Regions from separate parts of the Mus musculus genome. Here region 2 is linked to region 1. The links are chromatin contacts, called in public HiCAR-type maps. All regions are on one chromosome and are shown on one strand. The core of a region is the stretch at or near the end of the contact, and the rest is flanking DNA. Distances in the headings are between cores, read along the strand shown. Region 1 holds the start of Dmtn (dematin actin binding protein). Region 2 overlaps Fndc3a (fibronectin type III domain containing 3A).

Region 1 (3,652 bases), core at 498-2,997:
GAGTTTTCTTAGGTTCCCCTCTTGACCGAGTTAGTGGCCATTTCTGTGCTCTTTCCTCAGAAGAGGTAAGTTTCTCTTTTCTAGCTAGGTCCCTCCACTGCTCAGGCTTGCTTTGTCCAAACACGTTCCTTATAGATCTGAGTCCTGAGGTATATATAGCTGGATCGGCAGATCTGGGGAGGAGAGGAAACTCCCACCCTAAATCCAGATTCTAGAATTCAGGAGAGGTCCCCATTCCACTCTCCCCACACGTGAGCTCTGAAAGAATTCTGCAGACATTGCCCACCAGTGGGTAGACAGATGCTCTCCTAGCCTCAGAAAGACCAACTAGCTGTATGGAGACAAGACTCCCAGGAGCATACATGCAGAAGACAGAAGAGCTCTGCCCAACACATGGCTGCTGACAGAACTGCACATGGGTGCACACAGGGACTCTGCCGCCCTCCTTGCCAGAGCACTCGCCCACTCTCCCTGCCAGACCCCCACACAATGACACATGGTGCTAAGGACACCTACTTGCACCCACCCACTGATCCTCCCCTTGGCACCCGTCATCTGTGCTCACAGCTCCCTGGCATGGCCTGCTGAACCCATCCCTGTTCTGAGCACGTGAACCCCAATACTCCCAGTGCCCTCACCTGACCCATCCCCACATCCCTCCACTCCCACTGCACCGTTGCCTTGCTTGTCTTAGACCTACAGCCTGGCAACCAGTCTTCTGGGAGGAGACGCACAGGTGTGCCTGCCCAGCAAAGGAGTATGGCGTGTCTGGTGCCGAGAAAGGAATCCCTTAGGACCCCCGGGGCTCTCCAGGTTTATTCAGCACCCAGTCTCTCTCAGTACACTAGCTGCTCGCAGGCAGAGAGCCAGGCTAAGCTCTGCAGTCACACCCTGCTACACAGCCTCATTCTTCGACGAATCCCTACCCTAACCAGGCTAACCTCAGCTAGGAGGGGCTCCAGAGTGGGCTGGAAACCAGCGGCTTTGGCCCCCTCAATGGACCCCTGCCACTCCAGAGGGCACCTGGCCTGGCGGGAGGGAGGCTGCCAAAGATGTCTTGCATCATTCAGCAAAAAGCTAACAGCTCCCTCCACAGACTGTGCCCCATGCTCCCACCCCTTGAAATTCTGGCCACAGAAGCTTGGGGGGGGGGGTGTCCATGAAAGGGAATGCTGGGGCCCATATGGACTCTTTGCACGGCAACAGCCTAGATCCTTCCTCCCAAATAAAAAGGGAGTTTGATCGGGTCAAACCCAGCTGAGCACCTTGTCTGGCCACCTAGGCCTATTCTCCCACTGACCATTTTCCAAAGCTGACCCTGTCCTAGCATCTCTGATATCACCCAAAACCATGGCCAGATCCAGAGGTACAGCCCAAAATACCTACGTAAAGAAAGAGAGGCAAAAGACCCTGTCACCTACCTCCTCCCAGACAGTGGGGCCCAGGCTCTCTGAAGCCCCAGGAAGCAAAAGGCTAGGCCCTGGTCGACTGGGTGGCCGCGTTTTCTCAGGAATCTAGGTAAGAGGCAGCTTCTCCAGGAACCCAGCCGCGCTTTACGAAGCACAAATAACAGGAAGAAAGCCGGCTTAGGGTGGGTGGGTGGGGTGGGAGCTGGCGAAGGAGGGGAGCTGGTCTCAGCTCAGCGGTCTGATCTCCCTCCTGAACCCCCACCCGCTTCACCAGTCCCCTGCTGCTCTGCAAGCCACCGGCTTGGGTTCCCGGAGCTGGGGAGTCCGAGTCTGGTGTCTGGTGGGCGGGCAGGACGAGGAGCGGTCTCTGGGCGGGCGGGCCCCGGGCCCCTCCCCACCAACAACTGATAGTGGCGGGCCCCAGGGTGTGTGAGTGTGTGCGTTTGGGCGTGTTGCTGGTCCAGTTCATCTCAGCTGCTGCTGCTGCAGCTGATCCATTTCAAACAAGGGGCTCATTCGCTGGCATCATGACGAAGCAGAATCGGCTGCGCTGCGTTTTCCCCCTTTCCCATATCCCGGCTCTGCAATATCCACACTCAGAGCCTCTCCAGCAGAGTTCAAGTTAGCGGCTGTTACTGATAACTGAGGGGAGCTATGCCCACCCGGCTCTCCAAGAACCTGCAATTCAAACCCCATTCATAATGCTCCACCATCTTCCAGAAGCAGATGAGAGGCTCTGTGGGGGATCCCCCCACCTCTGGGACAGGGAACAGCAGGGGCACCCGAATTGGCCATCCAAACATTAACCCTCTCTGAGGAGGACAGATAGAAGGATGGAAGGAACCAGGTCATAAATACATCAGATTCAGATTGGATTTTCTGTAAACTTGATCCCCTGGGGATCGTAGTAGGGGCCAGGGAGAGAATGAAGGACCGATTTTTCCCAGGAAAGCTGTTTTTGCAAAAGGAAGCTTTCTATCAGATGGCATCCATATTCCAAAGAGACATGCCTTCTCTCTGTGGCAAAACTTCAACCATTCCAGGCCTCCAATGTTGGCTTTGGGGTGCATCTAGAAAGCCTAGCCCTCTAACCCCTATTAGCACTAACTGGCCTCTTCCCCACCTCCATGTCGGCTGCAGACTTGCCTACCTAGGCAGCCTTGCCGTTGCCCTGGTAACCACTGCCCACAGCCGGTCAGCTGATGATAGCAGCAGCTATTGGGGCAAAGCTAGGATCTGGAGAGGGGGCTCTGGGGTTTCTGAATGGAAAAAAAAATCTCAGGGGGAGGGGCTTGAAGGAGACAGGTAAGACTATGGCCTCAGCATCCGACCGACCGACCGACCGACCGACCGTCTTCAAAGAAAAGAGGACTGGAGGAGACAGGAAGGGAGGGGTGTATCTGGAGTAGCAGAGGACAGGGACGACTGTAACCTGAAGGTGGCTTGGGCAGAAGGAGAAATGACAGAAGGCAGGTAGCTGAGTGGCCGTGAAAGGGGGAAGGAGGACCGGGAATCCAGGCTTAGCTGCTGGGATGCAGCCACTGTGGGCCCTGTGGAAGGGGCAGACAAACAGAAACAAAACCAAACAAACAAAACCCCACCTGGGCTAGGGGAGGGACATCCAGTCCCAAGGAGATCTGCGTGGGGTATACCTTTAATGTGTAGGAAGGGGACACAGCCTTGGAGGAGGAGCTACCAGTCCTTCTCCATAGCTAGCCCTGTCCTCAGCCTAGCCTCTCACTGTCCCTTCAACCCCACCCTTGCCGGCCAGCCTGCCCGCCCCAGTCTGGGTCTGAAAGAGTGGTGGGGAGGGAGGCCTACTCCTAAGCATTCCCCATCCCTCTGGAAGACCAAGGACCCAGGGATCTGACACTCGGCAGGCCCTTCAGATTCCTGACTCTGCTCCTGCCTAGTTTCCTCATCCCTTGATTAGCAGTCCCTTCCAGACCCCACTCCAGGAGACATGTTTTCCAGTATAAGGGTCTCCAGAGGTATGCTGGGAACGAGATGATGTCAGAAAGGAGAGCTGTAGACAGGAGTGTAGAATGAGGTGGGTTAAGAGCCCTGGGTAGGAGTCAAAGATCCAGGAGGGGCGTCCCTGCCTGACGGAAGAAATCAGCCTATGAGGCAGGGGAAGAGAGAGTCCAGGGAAAGGGCCAGGAGGAGGGGAGCATGAAGGAGGGTTCTCAGTACCTTCAAGGGCCCGGGGCGTGGGGCAGGAACACAGCAGCCTCTGCGGTGAC
Region 2 (4,216 bases), core at 1,112-3,611, 2.0 Mb after region 1:
GTGTTGGATCTCCGGGACTGGAGTTATGGATGCTTGTGAGGCACCATGTGGATGCTAGAAACTGAACCCAGGTCTTCTGTAAGAGCAACAAGTGCTTTTAAGTCCTGAGTCACCCCTCCAGCCCCTCTAAGTATTATCTTAATCATAATTCATGAACACTAATACTATAAGCCACGTTTTAAATGTACTTTTTCTCTTCATAATCATTTAATCAAGCAACTAAATTTAACATTACCCATTTTCCGGAGAGAAAATGAGGCAGAGGGAACTTAACTTTGCTCAAGTGGTTCAGTTGGAATTTAAAAGCTAACAGTTTCATTTCTTAGGATATACATCACATGAACATTGAAATGCTTCTCACTGTCAGTAACTGCCATGAGTCATTAGATCTTGTCTTTAAGGAAATTAAGTCTACCTTTGTTTTTATTTCCTTGAAAAACATAACAGAAAGCAGGACCACAATTCTAAATTTAAGTAAATGCTACCTATTAATTTGCTAAACAGCATTTGTGAGATCCTCTTTAAAATCTCTATTTAGAAAGGCTTCATTCAAAATACATTTCTGCTCTCTGGAGAAAGGGGAACAGTTGTACACTAATGGTCACTTTATTCATTAACTAATTCACATAAACCAGTAAACTAGCCTTCTAAATTGTAAGATCCGCCCTAGATATTATTTATAAAATGTGGAAATTGGCTGAGAACTAGAGATTTTATTGAAAATTGCATTTGTTTACTTAGTCAAGGAAACTTTACTGAGCTCTATGTACTAAGCTTAGACTGCAGGCTCTTTGCACCCACTGCCATGCTGAACCTTGTGTCAAGTCATTAATGCCAGACAGAGATTGATGAAGATGATGTGGAAATGAAAGAAAGCAGACAGGCATCTTCAAAGCAGAACAACTAAACCCGGTGTTCTGTTTCTCTGTGGCTATTAGAGCAGTAACTTTCAGGCGATGCACCCACACTCCCATCTCAGCCTCCACAATGCTAGGATTACAGACATGTGCCACTGGACTCAGCTCACAGTTTACTTTGATAGCTGCTGGAACAAGTCATCATTTAGTTTCACAAAGGACTCCTTTATGACGTGATCACTTTGACTACTTAAGTAAATTTTCTAGTTCGGAGGCAGAAATGCCACACAGTTAGATTTTAAAAAGATAATTTATCAGTGCTATGTACATTTATCTAAAATAATGGTGGGATATATTCAACACTGAACACAAACCTGCCACACCCCCAATACATAGACAGTAAACACAAGTACTGATATTCAGATCCACAATGCTGGCAGCACCATGTTGCTTGTCCTGCATCAAACTCTAAACCCTGGACACTCACTGACACAATGCCTGACTACCTCTCAGGTCCAACAGTACTTTCTAACTCAGAAAGTTCTAGAAAATTAACTGCAAACTGTCTTAAATTTGTATGCAGCAAAGCAGACTGTGTCCAGGGAAGAAGCAAACCTGTTATAGGAGTACATAACATGTCCACCTGGCACAAGAAAGCTGTACCTGAACAACTGTAGCTACACCTAACAGCTCCTTCAGAATTGACAAGCTTTAGGCAAAAGCTACCCCAAAGCAGAGTGATTACATTACTGTTAAGGGCCTACTTATTTTTAAAATCTGCAAAAGTGGGTACAATTCTGTTTGTCATTTGCCTTAAATATGAAAAACTTCCCATCCCAATTCTTAAAGGTACCATCAATGATTTATACCTAGTTCATTTTACCTAACATAAACTAAACCTATCGTCTTTCTTAATCTACCATTCATATTCAATTTTTTCTTTATTTCTTTTAGAAAAAACCCAAAACTACAGATTTGTCTAAGCATTTAAAATTAAATAAACAACGGACTGCTGACTGCTGACTCCTGCCGCACACAATGGCTTCCAAATTACCTGATGCCAATTTTCTGATCAGTCTTAAAAGAGAAAAGACGAAAAAAATCAAGAGGCCAGCCAGAATGGGGCATGCTATGAGATTTAAAATCACTCTAGCTCATAGAGTCTACAATTTTCATAACCACATAACAATATGTAGTATTTCTAAAGCGAACAGATTTGGCACTAAAAACACACAACACGGCTTTAGGTTAATACAAAAGCTTCCTATGTTTTCAAATAAAAGCGAATGTTCAAAATCAGCAAATCTTACCACTCATTTTGTTTCTACAGGAGCAGCAGCCAGCGAACAAGAAAACCCAACAAGGAAACGGCGTAGTACACGTTAGCAGCTTTAATTGGAGAACAGTTTCGCTTTTTTTTTTTTTTCCTCAAAGCTGGTAAGAGGAAAAGATCCTTTGACCGAGTCACGTGACCGGTATCACATGACCCGCAGTGAACCGGGAAAGACCGGGAGAGGAAACAGCGCAGAGGGTACGCTGGGGCGCTACTGAAACAAAACACTTAAAGGCTTCTTCAGCTGCTTTCCTGACTGCAACGCGTTCTGCCTTAAGAGCCAAAGTAAACCCTAATCAAAAGAACCTGGTGGATAGGCACGCGATGGAAAACCATCCTCTTTGTGTTCGCGGTTTGACTAACGCAGCCTGCTGCTTTTTCACATAGAAAGATTGGGGTAAAATGAATTCAAAGCCTTGATCCAAAATATGAGTGTATAGTTTGTGATCATTTCATGCTCGATACTCAAGCTATGCCTATAACACACAGAGAATTGCCCACACAATAGAATTAAATGACAAGTTCCTTACAGGTGGAATATATTTCAGGCTTGTTTTGTTTTTCCTTAAAAGCTAATGAAGGCTTCTGCTTTTATAGTCAGTGTACTTTGTTTTTAGTGATTATTTTAAAAATAGAACTTACTCTTGACATTAAGGAAAGATCCTTGGTGGATAGTATTCTTAAAGCAGGAATGTGAAAAATACTCAGTTAATTGAGGTGAAAACTTATTCTTTTGGAAAAAAAATACGCCCCGTAAATTACTTAAGAGGGCATATAAGTTCAGAGGAACTTTATCAACTGCTTACATACACAAGCAATGGCTGGGATCTGTGACACGCACCACAGTGGGGAAGATGGATTTGGGTACTAGGTGATACTAAAAGTTAAAATGAGCTCCGATACTTACTAGCATGGCAAATGTACTACTATTGGGCTCTGTCTCCTGTGGAAAGGTTAAAATGATCAACCTCAAAGCACTGTTGCAGAATCAAGTTAGACAAACTAGTACATGAAATACACTGTTTAGGACCTCTCAGTAACTGATAGTTATTGTAAGTAAAAGTATGATCGCTGACTCTCAAAACTAAAGATTACACAGTGAGACGAACCATGTGGAGTGTCCTACTTGTTAACGCAAACTGAGGTATCATTACTAGAGAAGCTGAGGCAGGAGCAGATAAGTAACTTGAGGGTACATAGGCAAAGGCAGGGTTGCTTCATATAATCACATGTTAAAGGCCAGGCCCTATTTAAAGGCCCAGTGTCTTTCCTGAAGAAGAAAAAAAAAAAAAAAAAAAAAAAAAAAACCTGGCAGGACACACCCCTGGCAACTTGACTCAATAAAAGCAAGTCAGAGGCCAGAGGAGAAGAGACACTGGTTTAAAGTGGAAAAGGGTAATAGCTGACCTTTTATTCCATTATGAATGCATTTCCCCTGAGGCTGTGGGATGGGCGCTTACTTCCCTGTTCTCTCTCACTGCGCCACTCTGCCCTCCTATGCTATTTTGACAGTCAGTGAGTTGTTTTTTTTTTTTTTTTTCTTTCTGCCCCAACACTTGCTGTCAGGTCAATGACTTCAATGTCCAAACTCTAGATCTATGATTTCTCTGCTCCTTTTCCTGCTGTGTTCTTAAAGCTTGAACTTATTTCTTACAACTATAAGTACATCCTGTTTCACAGCTAATCTTACCAAAATCACTATAGAGAGACCTAATACTCTTCGTTTAAATTACTATTCTTAGACCTGACCTTGATCAAACCGTACCTTATTTCACAGCTCAAATTTTTTAGGATTTTCACAGCATCAGCAGATTCCAACGCTGCACAGTCGTTGCCTCGGCTAGTTGGTTAGACAATATTTGATGGCAGCCATTAAGCACACTGAAGTGACTTCCCTAAACCTAAGCAGTAGAGCCCAGTGATGGACACTGCTCTCCATCGAGCCAGGTTGTACCACTCAGGTTTCTGCTCCTCCTAAGGTTGCTTTTATTCTTATCTTTACAGTCTTCTAGTTGAGAAGGATATT

Evidence for each region. HiCAR-type assays count read pairs that join an accessible place to other places.
Region 2: a contact with region 1 is called in a HiCAR-type map of astrocytes, with 5 times the contacts expected there. The contact joins the enhancer-like site here to the promoter of Dmtn in region 1. A contact is called at or near these places in 2 of 39 promoter capture datasets (hippocampal neurons and liver), 3 of 115 datasets of contacts at active chromatin or transcription factors (astrocytes, large pre-B cells and stem cell-derived neural progenitor cells) and 1 of 9 other capture datasets (embryonic tail).

Annotation. Positions count from the first base shown.
Region 1 is chr14:70,625,318-70,628,969 of GRCm38.p6, forward strand. It overlaps Dmtn (dematin actin binding protein), which reads right to left and starts at 1,748. Exons shown (of 16, transcript NM_001252662.1): 1 at 1,422-1,748.
Region 2 is chr14:72,600,755-72,604,970 of GRCm38.p6, forward strand. All of the region lies in intron 3 of Fndc3a (fibronectin type III domain containing 3A), which reads right to left. Among named protein-coding and RNA genes, the nearest start is that of Fndc3a, 110 kb to the right of the region's middle. Within about 2 kb of position 2,362, at least 368 of the 459 cell types and tissues checked have an H3K27ac peak or open chromatin away from gene starts, as enhancers often do. A contact at or near this core is called in astrocytes, embryonic tail, hippocampal neurons and 2 more, where this site is marked.